Regions from separate parts of the Zea mays genome. Here region 2 is linked to region 1. The links are chromatin contacts, called in public Hi-C maps. All regions are on one chromosome and are shown on one strand. The core of a region is the stretch at or near the end of the contact, and the rest is flanking DNA. Distances in the headings are between cores, read along the strand shown.

The links. Hi-C and Micro-C count contacts between places; a contact is called where the count stands out from the background.
Region 2: a contact with region 1 is called in a Hi-C map of ear, with 3 times the contacts expected there. The contact joins the promoter of LOC100193510 here to the promoter of LOC103654804 in region 1. A contact is called at or near these places in 4 of 25 Hi-C or Micro-C datasets (ear, tassel and an unstated tissue) and 1 of 3 datasets of contacts at active chromatin or transcription factors (leaf).

The regions. Positions count from the first base shown.
Region 1 is chr4:238,772,318-238,777,630 of Zm-B73-REFERENCE-NAM-5.0, forward strand. It overlaps LOC103654804 (beta-galactosidase 4), which reads left to right and starts at 1,753. Exons shown (of 16, transcript XM_008681616.4): 1 at 1,753-2,302; 2 at 2,398-2,606; 3 at 2,694-2,760; 4 at 2,904-2,996; 5 at 3,101-3,244; 6 at 3,370-3,458; 7 at 3,560-3,665; 8 at 3,760-3,847; 9 at 3,995-4,113; 10 at 4,217-4,381; 11 at 4,492-4,664; 12 at 4,773-4,882; 13 at 4,974-5,083; 14 at 5,192-5,313. The coding sequence starts at 2,096.
Region 2 is chr4:238,911,243-238,916,658 of Zm-B73-REFERENCE-NAM-5.0, forward strand. LOC100193510 (U-box domain-containing protein 34) reads right to left here and starts at 2,403. Exons shown (of 9, transcript NM_001309882.1): 1 at 2,063-2,403; 2 at 1,832-1,965; 3 at 1,607-1,722; 4 at 634-755; 5 at 251-540; 6 at 62-163. The coding sequence starts at 2,231.

The DNA.
Region 1 (5,313 bases), core at 503-3,002:
ATCGACACCGTCCTACTCCTAAAAACACCTTGAGGGGCATCCCCGGGTGTGCGGTCGGACCCAAAACACCGACAACGCCATTAAAAAAATGTCTTAGAACTACTAAATAGCTTATATTATTGAGGGTGTCCTAATTGACATACCTTCAGGCAACCCAAACTTCTAATTCATTTTGACAATATTAAATTGCATGCATCAACCATTTTTACTCAAAAAGCTTAAGCTTCAGACAACCCAAACTTGTTGCTACAATGCGTGAAGAAATTGAATTAAATGAAAAATAATAGCTTCATCGACTCCTAATTCATTTTGGTAGCACAAGCAAAGCAAATGCAACCTTCAAAATAAATATTATTTCTTAGAGCTCTCAATACTTTTGTTTGACTGAGGTAAACTCAAGCTTTATATACAGAAAGCCAAAGCTGATTCTAACGGAGTACCTATCAGGGCTCCTAAGTCCATTATAGATATCTAAATAATACTGTAGCATCTCCAACAAAGTTACCTATACTCTATACTCATTTTAAATGTAATGTGGAAAGTATCATTATATAGATTTGGGTGTCTGGTTGGACACGATAACATTTGAGTCTCGTCTTTCGGCTGACTGCGTAACCCAAACATATATTTAGATTCCCATTTTTTGCATATCCCTATTGGAGTTAAACTAAGAGTGTCGCATCACAAAGTGACAATGTTGGGTTGCAAACGTACAAAGAAACAAGCCAAACTCCAAACAACTATAAATACAATGGTTTTCTCTTGAAACGTTAAAAATACTAAGCTACCAAATATAACCCTAAACAGAAAGCATGCTAAGGTTTTAAGGCTATCCGCACTCATGAAACCCTAAATTTCTACTCTAAAAGGAATATTTCATCCTGGTCAGCGAGATTCTCTACTCTATTCAACAATTCTCCGCGGTCACAATTACTCTATATATCTACCCCATACCCCACACTATTCTATCCCCTCCCAGCCCCCACCGCGCCTGCCACTGTGCCCGGGCCCACCTCCACCGCGCCTGCCTACCACTGTGTACGTTGTGCCATGCAAAGAAGATGAGAGAGACTATAGAGTTGGGCGGAAGAGTGCGCTAGATTTAGAGTTTTCCCAGCTACTGTTGCATTTAGCGTCGGGCTGAAGTTTCCCCGCTGCAGCACATTTGTTGACTCTATACCTTTAGAGTTGTGTTTACCGTCCGTGGCTGCGGACAGCCTTAAGATCACAAAAGGGCTGATTCCAAGTAGCAGAACTAGCACCTCGAGCAACCAAAGTCCTCGTTCTTCAAATTTTATCATCCATATAACTGACATCCTTGTCATTTGACATGATTTACCATTTATGCATAAACATAAATATTTCACAAAAAAACTTCCTTAGAACTTTTTTGGATTTTTTTGTCACTCACAGTCTCCATCTTCTACCATTCTATAGACCCCCACGGCACCACGCAGTTACGGCAAATTTGAAGAGTTTTGGTCCAAAACTTTAACGGAAAAAAGACAAAAAAAAAGGAAAAGGGAACACGGACAGGTGCTTGCTGCTTGGCTATGCTGTGGGCCCACCTCTTTTTTTCCCCTTCACTTCTCTCGTCACTCTTTCTGAAACGCGCGTGTATGGGTGTGTTGCTCGAAACGCGTGTTCTTTGGACGTGCGGTGATATCTGGATACGACGTGAGGTGACTGGTGTCCATACGCCAGTGTTTCTGACATAGTTAAAATAAGTTTTTCTTAAAAAAAGCATCTCTCTTCCCCCACACTCCACCATTCCCGTGGACGCGCGCACACACTCCACGGCCCAAGCTCGGCACCTCGCCGGCGGCAAACCAATCCAAAAAGCGGCGGCACAAACAAGATTATGCAAACGGGGGTTAAAATTCCCCCGTCGCAGTTGCCCGCCCTCCTCTAGTCTAGATAAAAAAACTCGCCACCTCACGCCCTTCCCATCCATCCCATCGCCACTCCACTCGCACTCGGCCAAGAAAGAAGCGGCAGGTCACTGCCCACTGCTGCTCCAGGAGCGAGAAAGGCCAGCCAAGGAGGGAGCTTTGCTTTCAGGAGGAGAGGAGCGGCGAGGTGGGCGGCGGGCGCCATGGCCGCAGCGCCGCGTAGTCTTGTCACCTGCAGCGGCGGGGGCAGTAGCAGTAGTCGCATCCTGCTCGCCGTCTTCCTGGCGGCCGCCCTCTTGGCGTCCGCGGCCAATGCGGCCGTCTCGTACGACCACCGCTCCCTCGTCATCAACGGCCGCCGCCGCATCCTCATCTCCGGCTCTATCCACTACCCGAGAAGCGCCCCCGAGGTACCGTGCTCGTGCGAGCTCGCCCTCCATGTCCTCCACGGCCGTCTCTAGTCTCGCCTCGACTGATCGATTCGTGCTCTCCGAGCCGGATGCAGATGTGGCCCGGGCTGATCCAGAAGGCCAAGGACGGCGGCCTCGACGTCGTCCAGACCTACGTCTTCTGGAACGGGCACGAGCCGGCGCAGGGGCAGTACTACTTCGCCGACCGCTACGACCTCGTCCGCTTCGTCAAGCTCGTCAGGCAGGCCGGCCTCTACGTCCACCTCCGCGTCGGCCCCTACGTCTGCGCGGAGTGGAACTTCGGGTACCGGCCACCACCACCAAGTACCAACACAACACTCTTGCAGACTCTGAAAATCGTAGCCGACGTCTGTACCTGTTCTTTTTTCAGTGGCTTTCCAGTTTGGCTCAAGTATGTGCCGGGCATCAGGTTCAGGACAGACAATGGCCCATTCAAGGTACCAGTGTTCTAGTTTCACCCAAAGAGATTTGAATTGTTTTTTTTTTGGTTATGGCCAATTTTTTTTTGTCATTCTTTCACTTTGCACCAATTGGGGTGGCAGTGATGTGTGCCTGATTTATTTATTTTTTTTAACGGCAGGCGGCAATGCAGAAGTTCGTGGAGAAGATAGTGTCCATGATGAAGTCGGAGGGGCTGTTCGAGTGGCAGGGAGGCCCGATCATCATGGCTCAGGTGTGCACCACACCACCGTCACATTTCCAGTGCAAACTTGCAAACGCAACTCGAAACTGGAGCAGAACTTTTAGAGCCTTCATCCGGCCACGCGCTATGCGCAGGTGGAGAACGAGTTCGGGCCAATGGAGTCCGTCGTGGGCAGTGGCGGCAAGCCATACGCTCACTGGGCGGCCCAGATGGCTGTCGGGACCAACGCCGGCGTGCCGTGGGTGATGTGCAAGCAGGATGACGCCCCGGACCCCGTGGTATGTTCGGTTGCTCGCACGCACGCTGCAATGGCTGATGTGCAGATCAACTGTCGAGTACCTGGATTTCTTATGTGCAGCTTAACAGCTTCCAGTTCTTACTCTGTGTAAGCCGGTCACTGCAGATCAACACTTGCAATGGCTTCTACTGCGACTACTTCACGCCAAACAACAAGCACAAGCCGACCATGTGGACCGAAGCCTGGACTGGATGGTATTCCCCCCTTGATCCAAGCCATGCCGATCTCCCGAAAAACGCGTTTCGGTATCTGAGAATGGCCTGATTTTTCTTTTTATAATCTTCCAACACCAAAGGTTCACCAAGTTCGGCGGCGCGGCGCCTCACCGGCCGGTGGAGGACCTGGCCTTCGCCGTGGCACGGTTCGTTCAGAAAGGAGGCTCCTTCGTGAACTACTACATGGTGAGCACGCCGCCATGCTGGTCACACCAATGCTGTTTTCGCTGCTGCTGCTGTGACCACATCTACATGTTCTGAATCCGATCGATCGACGCAGTACCATGGAGGAACGAACTTTGGGCGCACCGCCGGTGGCCCCTTCATCGCGACCAGCTACGACTACGATGCCCCCATTGACGAGTTTGGTATGCAGTGGTTGTTGCCATCTTTGATAAACTTGAATTCCCATCGGCTGCCAAGAGATATTTGTCGGAAAAGTTCACAGTGTGGTTTTTACCTGTCTGTCGTCCACACCTGGAATTTCTGGGGGGGTGGGTGGGTGTACATTGCAGGTCTGCTCAGGCAACCGAAATGGGGTCACTTGAGGAACATGCACAGAGCTATCAAGCAGGCCGAGCCTGCGTTGGTTTCTGGCGATCCAACGATACGATCTATTGGAAACTACGAAAAGGTTAAACTTTCGCTACGGATTTCCCCCACGTGGCAATGCGATTGTGCCAAATGCAAGAACAAAAAACACCAGCAGATATTCATGGACCGGTCGATTTTTCCAGGCATATGTCTTCAAGTCAAAGAATGGAGCCTGTGCTGCGTTCCTGTCGAACTACCACGTTAAATCTGCTGTGAGGATCAGGTTTGACGGGCGTCACTATGACCTCCCGGCTTGGTCCATCAGCATTCTGCCCGACTGCAAAACCGCAGTCTTCAACACCGCGACGGTGAGCGAGAGCATAATACTCAAGGCTGAATCTTTCGTTCTCTATCTATATAGGACAAGACAGATGCGATGTATAGTCTGTCTAATGAGAAAAATGCGACGATCGTGTAGGTGAAGGAGCCGACTCTGCTGCCGAAGATGAGCCCGGTGATGCATCGCTTCGCTTGGCAGTCCTACAGCGAGGACACGAACTCGCTGGATGACAGCGCGTTTGCAAGGGATGGCCTGATCGAGCAGCTCAGCTTGACATGGGACAAGTCGGACTACCTGTGGTACACCACCCAGTGAGTGACTGGTGGCTGGGCCTCTACAAGCCAGTCTTCATCGTTCGAACCACTTCTTTCTGAAACCTGATGGATTTATCTTTAAACTCTGAATTATGCTCGCTGCAGTGTCAACATTGGTTCCAACGAACGATTCCTCAAGTCTGGCCAGTGGCCTCAGCTCAGTGTGTACTCTGCTGGACACTCCATGCAGGTGTTCGTCAATGGGAGGTCATATGGTATTAACTTCTCTCTCTACACTCTAGCATCATTTTGTTTCCAATCGGGTCATTACGAGGACTATACTGATAGAATGTTTTTATACTGCAGGATCTGTTTACGGCGGCTACGACAACCCGAAGCTAACATTCAGTGGGTATGTGAAGATGTGGCAGGGCAGCAACAAGATCTCCATTCTAAGCTCAGCAGTGGGCCTTCCTGTAAGTTGACTGATCACAGGGCCAACGCAGTGCCACGAAAAAAGCCATCTTGCATTGCAGAGGAACGCTTGTAACGCTGAGTATATACTGTATGGCGTGGTGCTGTAGAACAACGGTGACCATTTCGAGCTGTGGAACGTCGGCGTCCTCGGGCCAGTGACCCTCTCCGGCCTGAACGAGGGGAAGAGGGACCTGAGCCATCAGAGATGGATATACCAGGTCGGCCTGAA
Region 2 (5,416 bases), core at 1,153-3,652, 140 kb after region 1:
CCATTTGGCAATCATCAGAAAATCATTGGAGATACAAAAATATTCAGGAAAAAAGTTTAACCTTTTTCTTAACACTAACAAGGTTTGCACAAGCTTTATCATAGACTACTAAGGTTTCCTGCAGCTCCTTCCTTAGTTTGGACACATCATCCGTAGATTGGCACTGTAACGTAAACAAAAAACATGTTTAGCATGTCTTAGAAGCAAAGCAACGGCATCTCGAAGTTTCACGGACGACAATATATCTGACCTCTTCGCTGGAGTTTGAGGCAACCCAAGGATCTTCCCCCCAGGAGCTAAGAGAATCGTAGTTCTTACTTCCTTCGGTTGCTGCATAATTTACTCCTGAACTTCCTGAAGCAACTTGTTCAGAACTTTCTGAACTTGAAACAACATTGGAAGCACTATGTGAGCTGTGGGACTGGGAGAATGAATCTGATTGTGCTTCATCGTCACCAAAGTTGTCAAACAGTAAACTCCTGTGTGATAGTGCAAATGTTTCATGACTAATGGACTCGATCCTCAAGTTTCTGTTAGACTCTGCAAAATTGATATCCCAAAGACAAAACGAGGTTGTTAAACAAGAAAAATGAAACACGGCATAGGAGCAGTATATGCGGCAGAAGAACACACCACTCGTTTGAGGATATCTTGCGAGTTTCATAATTAGTCTCCGTTTGGACACAACAAATACATTGCATGAATTTTGCGTAGCTTGAATGACAGTACCGGGGACATCTGGGATGCTCAGCGCCCTGCAAAATGGACAATGCGACAATTGATGCCTTACTGCAAAAATTACGATATATACATATAAATAGCTTTGTCAATCGGTATAAGCAGAGGTGACAAATTATTAAATACAAATTTGTAAAAACAGCAGAGCGGAATTATCATGCAGGCTCTGAATTAGTTAGATACAGTTACTGTACAACGAGAAAAACATTTCTAAAACCAACAGAGAAGAACAAAGACAGTAAATCAAATGTGGAAGCCAGCACTAGAAGAAAGTGCACCCAAAAGTAAGGGTTTGTTTGGATTGGGGATAAGGTTGGAAGGGTTGGTCTTATCCATGTTTACATATATAGGCACATAAGCCAGCTCTCCGTAATATATCTGTCCTATCTGGTGTTGTGTTTTTCTGACATTCTTAGATTTCATCAGCTTCTTCAGTTCCGTTACTGACGAAGTTAGAGCTCGGATTCGGGATTGGAATTCATTTGAACTCGACGACTATAGACTTTAGAGCGGACCCATGGCGGCAGGCCGGCCTAGCGGTGGCAGTGGGGCACTGGGGCTACCGCCGGCTAGGGTGTTGGAGGTTGCCAGAGGAGGCCGGCCGGGTAAGATAGGACTATAGGAGACACGGACACAAGGTAACCATGGAGGCGGCAGCAGAACCAGCAGTGGACGCTCGAGGAACCTATCCTGCTCCTGCCGCGGAATGCAGGGGCATCAACACGTGTGGACACCGTCAGGGGTGTCTCCGTGGATCGGAGCTTGTGGACGAACGACGGACGATGGTGATTGAGCTAAAACGCTCGATTTCTTCCATTGCTAAACAAGTAAACATATAAACCCTTAAAAATGAAAAACAAAAACTCACCTCCGAAACCAGCGGAAGGACGCCGAGCCGAGCACCAGGCTCCGTACGCCGGACTCCCGTATGTACCGCAGCAGCGCCTCCGCGACACCGTCGCCTTCAACCACTACCGTCTCCACCTGCGCGCGCGGAGAAATCCCATTCCAGTCACACCAAAACACAGGCTGCGCTACGCTTAAAATGCGAGCTGTCTGTTAGGGTATTCTGCTGCGCGCACGACGCACTCACGGTGACGTTCGCGAGGCCACAGCAGTAGAGGCGGCGGAACGGGAGCAGCGCCTCCTCCGCGCGTGCGCGCCGGTCCCACGCGTACGCCTCCGCCGGCTCCCTTCCCACCAGCGGCATCGGCACCCGCTCCCCCGCTGCGCCGCCGCCGCAGCGGCAGATCATGTCAGCTCGCGCACATTTCGGAATGGGGAACCGATGAACAAACAGCTGAGATAGTGGAGGGGAGCTTACTCGGAGAAGGCTCGTAGGAGAGCTCGGGGATGACGTGGACGACAGTGATCGCGGTGGCGCGCCCGTTGCCCGGGAGTCCCGCGGCCACCCACCGCGCGGCGAGGCGGCTGCCGCTGCCGCCGGGGCGCACAGCGACGGCAACGGTCGGCGGTGCGCCGCCGGAGGCCATTGGTTTCGGTCTAAAACTGAAGGGTGTCGCGCCGCCGTTAGTAGGGGACGATGTAGCGGCTGTGGCGGGCGAGATGTCCCGCTCCGCTAGACGCGGTGACGCAGGTGCAGCCCTCCGGCCTGCAGGGTGTTTGAAAATTGAGAGCACGCGGGGATCCGCTTGGCATGCCTGTAGATCAAAACTCCAAATAAAATTTGGTTACATCATGCTAAACACTAAATTTTTAGGGTACCTTTTTTCTACCCTAAAATCCTTTAAAAAAAGCAAGCCTGCATATATAGTTTGAAAGTATTTACAACATGAGTCTACAGTTGCTCCACTTAAAGTTTTTAGAAAAGGAGCTGCTTACTCATAAAATTGTGGGCTTGCAAAATAGGGATGGGGCAGAGTTGGAATGTAGACCGAGTCATTCAAGATGGGCTATAGTATTGTCCTTTTGTAAGCCATCGGCAAGCTTTATTAATAGCAGCAAGCTTTATTCAAAGTGTGCTTGTGAAGACCATGGAAAAAATATTGGTGATTGTTGATGTATTTAGCCATTGGCTATTGTGAAGGGCTTTTATGGTTAGCCTTGTGGAAGATTCGTCAAGAGTGACTACAGGGAAATTAATCATGGTTTGAAGAGATCCTTGGTGATCTACTGTCTTTTGTGAAGTGGTGATTATAGGATCCACTTCAATGGAGACACATGTTGCCATCTAGCAACCAAACCCTAGGGGGAAATTATGTCAATTGCACTTGCCATTTTTCTATCTCAACACTCGAATACACAATTGTTATCTTGTGCTTGTGTTGTCGATTGCCTAGTTGTAGCTAGCTTTGTGTATCTCTCATGTTGTAGCCTTGACTATTTAGCTCCTATTTTTTGTTTTCGATGTTAGATTTGCTCTAGTGAGTAGTAGTTTAGTTGTTCTCTCTGTTAGCTCACTAGTAGCTAGGTGTAGTTCTAGTTGCTTGTTTGTTTGAGTGCTTAATTACTTGTTCTTACAAATAGACATGTGTAGGGGGCTTGTGTTGTATTATGTTAATTAGGCTAGATAAAGCATAGGATCATAGTTTGAACTAACCTTTTGCGTAGTGTTTTGATCTTGAAGGATTTTTTAATTAGGTTATTGACCCACCACTATCCATTCATAGATCCTTTGAGCATCATTCTGTCTCATGGCCCTAGTGAGGCCCTAATGCATGGTGTCTACGATAGCCCCTGCTACATAGCTTTTGCAACAGTGAGGTCACCCTAGTGGTGATATGGAAAATGTGATGTGTTCGTCTTCTGTGATTTGATATGTGATGGGGTAAATCAATTTATGATTTATTCATTTTTTTGTGATTCGATTTGTGATGTGGATGGATGGATGGATGGATCTATGTTTTGTTTATAGTCTATGATTCAATGTGTGATGTGAGATTTGTTCACTGTCTATGTTCAATGTGTGATTTGTTCATTTGTTTGTTGTTGGCATCAGCTGCTCCTGCACAAGGCTGGTAGTGGGGATGGCATCTATTGCATGAGTCTCAGTTGCGTCGGTTATCGCCACGAGGGTGCTTTTCAAATATTTATCATTGTTGGGTGGAAAGACCGACACTATAATTGGCTAGACACCATTGTTGTCTGCTCATTGTCAGCCTAAAATTCGGTAGCGATGTTGGATTGCAGACCATCAATAAATGACAAATCTACCATAATGTCTTGAGATATAAATATACGAGTAGCTACACACCCTTTGAGTAGAAATGATTTTTCCTATATATACAAGTGTCGAACTTAAAACCAAGAATGTGATAACTGGATGATATCATGTTTGAGACAAAATATAAGGATAAACATGTTAACATGGGAGAAGACATATTGTAGCTCAAGTTTGAGGCACAAATATGATTCTAGCATGATGAGTTACCGTTGTTTGGGGTAGTTCACCTAGTTTTCCTATGACTAACATTTGGTGATTTCCTGCTTACTATATACCTAGTGTTGTCTTTAATGGTGAGTTTCTCTTTTGAATTGTTTAAAACTGAATCAAAATGCTTACACTTCACATATCTTGTGTATATAATCAGTTTGAGCATTTGCTAGCACGTGCATTTATTGCTGCACAAAGAGCACAACACCACTTAGAGCATTTTTACACTCTGACTGGTATACTTTTGAAGGTCCTGTATTTCTCCTCTCTTTTGCATTTTTGCATTTTCTTAGGGGGAGTTCTCTTGTCAAGGGGAGGATTTGTTTCTACTCTTGTTTGTGCTTGATGGTCCATTTGTCAACAAGGGGTAGACTGAGATTTTCGGTCCCCTAACAAGAGGGAGAGATTTGTGACTTTCAGGCTCCCATCAAAGGGGGAGAGAATTTGAGATTTGATGTTTTCAGCTTTTTAAGCCTGGAGTCCTTTCAAGGGGGGTTGTCTGGTGCTTTAGGAGAGGCTTTGAGCATGTTGAGTTTCCTTCGAGGGGGAGAGTTTCTAAGCTTTGGAGGTTTCGCTAGTTGTCTTGAGCCATTTGCCTCTTTCTGGAAGAACAACCTTTGATTTCAGCTTTTATGTTGATTTTGTGTCTGCTGGGCAGTGGTGTTGAGCTTTGTTTTTGCCTCTTCTTGATGACTAGCATTTTCTGCTTCGGCGTGTTGAGTCGTTGCCCATTTCTTTGGGGACCAAGCTTTGCTTGCTCTAAATGACCTATCTTGCTTTTGGTCGTTCGAGTGAGTTTATCTTCGTATTCCTTCATTCTGCTTATATATGTTCATATGGTGGTGTTGACAATGCACTCATCAAGGGGGGATTGCGAATACAAGGTTGACTTGTCCCTTGTGGTTTGGGTTTATGATGAGAGATTGTTAATGGTAGCGCCTCGGGTCGAGTCATGGACTGAACGGGGCGTGAGTTATGTGTGTGCAACCATGTCGGTTGGCTTGTGGTGTGTATGTGTGGAGCACAGGTACAACGATCTAAGACGAAGGTAAAGGTCATGCAGGTTCGTGTCGATGGACCGGGAGCGGAGAAGAACGAGCGTTGGGACTTAACTGAGGGACCGGAGTCACCAGGGTGACTAGCCATGTTAGCTGACACCTGGGACACGCACTCACGCGAGGACGTGGCAGAGCGGGTCGTGTTGCCGGCACGGTCGAGGACTGGCAAGACACGTGTCTAGGACATGGGGACACACACATGATGTGATACTCATGGTGGTTTGGT